2 separate regions of the Mus musculus genome follow, and region 1 is linked to region 2. Evidence: chromatin contacts called from public ChIA-PET data. All regions are on one chromosome and are shown on one strand. The core of a region is the stretch at or near the end of the contact, and the rest is flanking DNA. Distances in the headings are between cores, read along the strand shown.

The links. ChIA-PET counts read pairs in DNA pulled down with a chosen protein or histone mark.
Region 1: a contact with region 2 is called in an RNA polymerase II ChIA-PET map of memory CD8 T cells, with 35 read pairs. The contact joins two enhancer-like sites. A contact is called at or near these places in 1 of 484 Hi-C or Micro-C datasets (pre-megakaryocyte-erythroid progenitors), 2 of 115 datasets of contacts at active chromatin or transcription factors (large pre-B cells and memory CD8 T cells) and 1 of 9 other capture datasets (embryonic stem cells).

Annotation. Positions count from the first base shown.
Region 1 is chr12:109,443,918-109,447,564 of GRCm38.p6, forward strand. No RefSeq gene overlaps it. Among named protein-coding and RNA genes, the nearest start is that of Dlk1, 7.7 kb to the right of the region's middle. Within about 2 kb of position 2,329, at least 63 of the 459 cell types and tissues checked have an H3K27ac peak or open chromatin away from gene starts, as enhancers often do. A contact at or near this core is called in memory CD8 T cells, where this site is marked.
Region 2 is chr12:108,761,931-108,765,508 of GRCm38.p6, forward strand. Gm33682 (a long non-coding RNA gene) reads right to left here. Exons shown (of 2, transcript XR_381914.3): 1 at 831-3,578; 2 at 1-147. Among named protein-coding and RNA genes, the nearest start is that of Gm33682, 3.6 kb to the right of the region's middle. Within about 2 kb of position 1,786, at least 84 of the 459 cell types and tissues checked have an H3K27ac peak or open chromatin away from gene starts, as enhancers often do. A contact at or near this core is called in memory CD8 T cells, where this site is marked.

The DNA of each region.
Region 1 (3,647 bases), core at 1,079-3,578, 680 kb after region 2:
CAGTGTGGAGATGGGGCGCCCACATGCCACACCAGGATGAGGGAGAGGGAAGGTCAGGGGTTGGGTCTTGTTGCTGCCCCTCAGGCTGGGAGTCAGAATGGAGTAAAATACAGTTGGAAATAATTGGCCCGTTACAGGGAGGTAACGAAAAGCCGTTGAAAAGAAACTTACGGAGGAATCAATGTAAGGCTGAAGGCAACTCTTCCTAGTGAAGAGAAGCTCACTTGCTTAAAGGACAGCTTCTGAGGGGCCCTGTCTCCCCAAGCAAGCCCAGGACTTCCCTATTGATTCTTTCATAAGACGTTGCAATTCGATTCCACACAAACTTAACGAGAACCTACTGTGCACTAAATTCATAGCTTGGAGCCCCGAGAAAGCTAATTTTCCTCCTAAGTCTGGCTCATCTGTGGGAGAGCTAAGGGAGACTTCACTGCTCTGCGGCAAAGCCTCTCTGATCCTTGCTTGCTATCATGGTGGTGAAAGGGGTCAGGCAGGTCATGGCCAGAATGAGGCTTAGAAATGGGGTTAGTATCTGGGATGCCAGTAGGTCTCAGACTTGGGACAGGCTTTAGATAATGAGGAGGACAGGGGGGAATCAAAGTTGAGTTCCAAGGTAGGAAAAAGAGAGAAAGGAAATAAGCCATTGTGTATGTGTGCTTGAGTGTGTGTGTGTGTGTGTATGCATGTGTGCGTGTATGCCTGTGTGTGTGTGCATGCGTGTATGTGTGTACCTATGTGTATGTGTGTGCCTGTGGGTGTGTTGGTGCATGTGCGTGTGTGCCTGTGTGCCTGTATGTATGTACACGCAAGTACATGTGTGTGCACGCGTGTGTGTGTGTATGCCTGTATGTGCATGCATGCATGTGTGTGTGCATGAGTGTGCATGCATGCATGTGTGTGCCTGTGTATGTGTTCGTAAGTGTGTGTGTGTGTGTGCCTGTGTGTGTGTACGTGATCAACCCAAAGCTTGACACTGAAGTAATAATGGCAAGGAAGGACTACTCAATCCCAACTCTGACCCTTCTCCTTGTTTCTAGTCTCTGGGCTTGTTACTGTACACGGGGGTGTCGCTGTGCATGTGTGGAGTACACCTGACACGAGTAAATACTCTCCTTACACCATCTGTGTCTCTGAAACTGAACCCAGGTATTCAGACTTGGTGGCAAGCATCCTTGCTCGCTGAGCCATGTCGCCAGCCCCTCGGAGCTTTTTGATCAGTTTTGGCTTGTTTGTTTTAGATTTTTGTGGTTTAGACAGTCTCATTACGTAGCCCAGACTGGCCTCAAACTCTGTCTCCTGTGCTAGGGTTAAAGCTGTGTCATACATACCACACCCTGCTTTTTTTTTTTTTTAACAAAGCCTTACAACCTTGAGGGTTCCTGGGGGACTCTTTGAAATAAGCCTCTACAGTCTTCCTAACAGGGCTTCACTCCCAAACATTCTAGTCCTACTCTGTCCAGTCCTTGCTGTGTGACCAGCAGAGAATCACTTGCCCTCTCTGAGCTGTGCCTCTATTATGTGACTAAGTGGGGAATGACAGAGCTGGAAGCTAAGAGGGAGAGACATTTCTATGCCTGGATCACATTAAAGATCATCAAAAGTTTGGGTTTGGGTTCTAAGCCACCCAGTGTGTGCATGAGGTAGGGGGTGGGTCAGCTCACGATAGCACCCCCTTGTCCTCCTTGTCCTGTCACTGGTTGTATAGCCTGACTGCAGACTTGCTAGGTAGGGCCTCCCGGAGGTGCAGAGCGTCACCATAGGAACGGTTCGCTCACATGCAGAGAGAGCGGTTCAGAGGAACCAGGCGCTTGGTGGAGGGAGGCAGTGGGGGGGGGGGGGGCTCTGGATGTGGTCTGACTGCTACTCACATTCCCAGTACAAGATCTGGGGGCCTCTGTTGCGATGTAACTAGGTGGGAAGAGTCTTGCAACCTAGGGGACCCTCCTGGAAGGCCAATTGGGGAGGTCAGCCACCCCTGGGAAGTAGAGGGCTGCTGTCGGAGAGGGACCTGCTGCTGGGACCAGTTGCTAGGACACGGGATCTTTCTGAGGGGCCCATGGTAACCCTCCGAGAACACGTTGTGCCTCATTCATTTATTCATTAATTCACTTAATCCGCAACCAGCTCACGAGCAGGGCTGCAGGCCACCAGCCGCGAGGTACAAGGAGGAACAAGATGTCTCTGGTCCTGCTGAGGTCAGGCACATGTGCACAATCCATTAACACCGGAGCGAGAAGATGTGTTCTGGCCAGTGATGAGGCCCAGGGAGCAGGCCACAGACAGGCTCGCTACAGGTCCAGAGTGAGAACTACAGGAGAGGGGGCGGTGCGGCGCAGCTCCGGCACCTCTAGTGGGCAAGCTGGCTTGTGCTTCTCTCCTTTTCTTAGGGACAAGGTGATAGCCTTCTCCAGTCGAGAGATTCTCAAGTCTGTCCTGGACTCAAAAGAGCACACTGAAAACATTTTTTTAATACAATGGAATGAAAATGGAAATGTTTCCTTACAAAACTGAAAGAGAAAAGAAATCTTCGATTCGTTCCTCGAGAGCAATGTTTTCACAGCCTTAAACTTGACAGAGCTTCCTGCCAACAGCTGGGGGGGGGGGGGGAGGGCAAACCACCACACAGCACTCTCTTTTACAGATGGTGGAGAGCCAGCGAGAAGTTCTGCTTCTCCCGCAGCCCCCCCCTTGCCCCGCCCCCTAAGAACTGATCTGGGGCCAGCCAGGAGGATCCTCCTTGCTCAGGCTCCAGGTTTGAAAGGAGGACTTTCTGGTGACTAAAAGCAGTCTCTGATCTGGTGTCCTTGGCCTTTGTGGTCACTCGTTCTCCCCCAACCGAGGTGGGTGGTTCTTCACTGGACGAGGATGGACGTCTTGGATTTATTTCCAAGGCTTCTGATCAAGTCTGGGTGCGATACTGCTGCCACTACCGTCATCATTTCTGTAGTCTTGGTCAAACGACTCTGTGATAAGAGGATTCTGATTCTGAAGCCATTGTTTGCCAAATTAGGACAGATTTTAGATCCAAATATGGAAGCTTTTGCACTGCACTACAGCCTCGGGGGTTTTTTTGCTCCTTTCTTTTTTGTTTTGTTTTGTTTTGTTTTTCCCGAATTTTAATCCTGCAGGACAAACTAACTAAACCTCTACACTTTGTTGCTAGCTTGTTACAAGGGCTCACCATGGTGCCTCAGACCTTTGGGCTTGTGTTAACCTCCCGCCTCAGTCTCCTCCTATATGTTTTCTTTGCTTTGATTTCAGTTTTAGTCATGTGCACGGATGTTCGGTTTGCTCATGTAAGTATGGGTGCTCTCAGAGCTCAGAAAAGGATGTTTGGCATTGGGTCCCCAGAGCTGGAGATGCAGATGATTGTAAGCTGCTCAGCATAGTTGCTGGGAACTAAACTTGGGTCCTCTGGAAGAGCATGAGAACTCTCAACTACTTCGAATCTCTCTATCCCCATCCTGAGCTCTTGGGATCATAGTCATGCCATATTCAGCTCTTATCTCACAGTCTAGCAGCTGCACAGGAACACACATGCGCAAGTCTCACTCACACCATTCCCCAAATGTACGCCCTGAAGACCGTCCCCACAGAAACATCACTTGGAGAACTCCTATGCATCCTGCTCAGCCCAAGTCTATAAG
Region 2 (3,578 bases), core at 536-3,035:
CTGATTTTCCCCTGTTGTTCCAGGCCCCGAGGCCAGGGAAGGGCCTCCTTCAGGGGCTTCCTCCAATGGGCAGCTTCTTCTCTCTCCTTCTCTGGGTAGCATTGGGGTGGGGAGAGCAGACGAGGTGCTGAGGGCCATCAGAGCCCCCTGATAAAAAACACATCTTTAAGAAATACTATCAGAAGCTGGGTGGTGGTGGCGCATGCCTTTAATCCCAGCACTTGGGAGGCAGAGGCAGGCGGATTTCTGAATTCAAGGCCAGCCTGGTCTACAGAGTGAGTTCCAGGACAGCCAGGGCTATACAGAGAAACCCTGTCTTGAAAAAGCCAAAAACCAAAAACCAAAAAAGAAGAAGAAGAAGAAGAAGAAGGAGAGGGAGAGGGAGAGGGAGAGGGAGAGGGAGAGGGAGAGGGAGAGGGAGAGGGAGAGGGAGAGGGAGAGGGAGAGGGAGAGGGAGAGGGAGAGGGAGAGGGAGAGGGAGAGGGAGGAGAGGGAGAGGGAGAGGGAGAGGGAGGAGAAGAAGGAGGAGAAGAAGGAGGAGAAGGAGAAGGAGAAGGAGAAGAACAAGAAGAAGAACAAGAAGAAGAACAAGAAAAAGAACAAGAAGAACAAGAACAAGAACAAAAAGAAGAAGAACAAGAAGAAGAACAACAACAACAACAAGAACAAGAACAAGAAGAAGAACAAGAAGAACAAGAGCAAGAAGAAGAAGAACAAGAACAAGAAGAAGAACAAGAAGAAGAACAAGAAGAAGAACAAGAAGAAATAGTATCAGTTGCTGAGGCTTTAGGGAAGTTGTGTATTGGAATGTTGGGAGAATGTCCACTCACCTTTGGTTTCCTTCCAGACAGCTGTTAATCAGTTCTGTTCCGATCTGCCTTCCTCCCAGGGTACTGGGGGAAGCCACTGGGACGTTATCTCATGGCCAGGTTTAGGGGACCTACAATGCCTTTCACCCACCCTCCATGGAACACCAAAGCTTTCTGCATCCCATTTTGGTACCCAAGCCAGGTTGCCAGGGCTCAGTTCTTACTGTGCCTTTGTCTTTAGGCCCAAGGCAGCCTTATTGACCCATCTCTTCATGTACATGCAACCTTTCCCACCCAAGCAGGCAGGGAGAAGCAAGAGGCCCTGCTCAGGACTGCTTCAGGAAGCTAGCTCTGCCGTGCTCTCCCATGAACCATGCAGTAGGTAGAAGAGGCCTGCCACCCACTTCCTGGTTTTGCAGGTCTCTACCATGGTTAGGTGCTCCAGGGGTTGTCCTACTGAACTGGGGCTGTCCTACTAGGCTACTAGGTTCACTTAGCAATATTTGCACTGTGTCCCCTCCTCCAGTGGGCTTCTGTCCCTCCCACATGAAAGCAACTCCTGCTTCACCCCTTATCATCCTTAATCAGGTAGCTTCCTTCTGTGGTCTACACCCTCCATTATCTTGCTGTCCACAGAGGCTCTTTCCATGAAGGGACCCTGGAAATGCTCTTTGGAAAGCAACATGCCGGTCCTTGTAGCTGGGCCCCAGCCAGCCAGCTGCAACCTCTCCCACTTCCCACTTCTGTGGGCTCCCGTGCAGTGTGTGTACCTGTGCACTGCAGTGGTGCGCTCTCTTAGACTGCTGTTCTCGGGGCTGGGGAAGTCTTGGGGGAAGTGACCTGGCCTATTGTTCTATGAGGCCACAGCTGAACTGGTCTCCCCGCCGCGCCACATCTGGGACTGTTTCTCCTGCGCCTAGCTTGGCTCCTGGCACCTATGTATGGTTAGCAGCTGATAAGCACTTTTAACTCTAGACTCAGGGGATGTGCTGCCCTCTTCTGACCTCCTCTGACATCTGCATGCATATGCATACACCCTGGGTTCCTTATGCACTGTCAAGGCTAGGAAAACCGTGACCCAATACATTGACAGATTCTGAATGGCTTAAATTTGGCTTTTTATTCTGTGCAATGAGAGACTGGACTTTAGCTATTACTTCCGAGCTATACCAGGCTCTGGCAAGACACAGATTATAAGTGGCCCTGTCCTTTGGTGCAGAGGATCCTTACAGAAGCAGGCTGGTGAGCTTTGTCCCCAATCCAGGTCCATGAACATCTGGGGGCTCCTACTGCAAGTTACAGGTAAAGCCCACATAGAAACAAGCAGAAAACATACAGGTTAGAGTGTTCTGGGGTATTTTCATGGACATCATAAAGTCCAAACCCAAGGGCAGTGGATTGAACACTAGAGACCAGTGAATTTAGGTCTCCTGTTGACAGCCAGACCTCTTCTTACACCCCTGTGCTTCCTAGAAATGTATTATCACACTCCCCTTGACAACCAGAACTGCCTACTTGCTGGGACTCAGACTTTAGGTCAATTGCCCAAAGCCATGCATGGAGCCCTGTCAGTATGGGCTTGACTGGATTAGGAATCCCTAGAAAGTTGGTGGAGTTCTGTTCTGGGTGTGTCTCTGTCTCCAGGGCAGCCCTGCCCTCAGCACTCAGAGACAGGTCTTCCTTGTATTGCCAGGACTTGAATGCCCCAGTAGTCCTGAGTTCCCAGGGCTGAGTTATACCAGGGCTTTTCTGGCTCTGAGACTTTTGAACTAGAACTGAGGTACGCTACTGGCATCCCAAGTCTTTGCCACCATAATGACAGGGTCAAGGCCCAGCCAAACTCCTCCGTGCTCACCTGCCACTGGAGGCTGAGGTCAGTCCCTATCCTTTCTTTCCAGCTAACAACCTAAGAAGCGCTGAGGGGGCAGATGGGGAAGAAGAGCAGAACTTTCTGCGACCTGCCAGTGGCATAAATAACTGTTTAAAGCGTGGGTCTTTAGCTAGGACACTCTTCTTCTTTTTTTTTTTTTAAAGATTTATTTATTATTATATATTCGTACACTGTAGCTGTCTTCAGATGCACCAGAAGAGGGTGTCAGATCTCAATAATGGGTGGTTGTGAGCCACCATATGGTTGCTGGGATTTGAACTCAGGACCTTCAGAAGAGCAGTCAGTGCTCTTACCCGCTGAGCCATCACGCCAGCCCCTAGGACACTCTTCAGTTACCAGTGAACCTAAGGTGATGCCCCGGCACGCGGCTAGCTCTATTCCTTCCTCTGCTCTGCTGCGGTCAGTGTGGGTTCCCTCCATGTCCGCTCTGGATTCGCCCGCTTCTGCCTTCTTCCCCACCCTCCTCCTTCCTGCTCCTTCTTACAACTGATCAGCAGCAGTGAGTGATGCAACTCTAGATTGCCTTAGGCCGATGAGGAAGGACGAATATTTATAAAGTAGAAAATCCAGTGGTGGGCCATTGAAATGACAATACCAGGATCCTGCCGGCACTTGGCTGTCTATAGGTACAGAAATAACAACCGAAAAACACGGAGACATACCTTTACACAATGAAAAGAAAAGGTTCCCCTAACAGGGAAGGAAGCCGAGAACTTGTCAGCTGAGGGATAGAGGCCCTGGGAAGCCAACCGACCGAGCCTTTTCCTTACCGTGGCCCAGTGTTCAGAAAGCCTGACTAAGCCTCCTGCCCCAGCCTGGGTCTTCTGCTACATTTCTGGTCGCAGGCAGATGGGAAAGTCCGGAAATTCCCCAAGCCC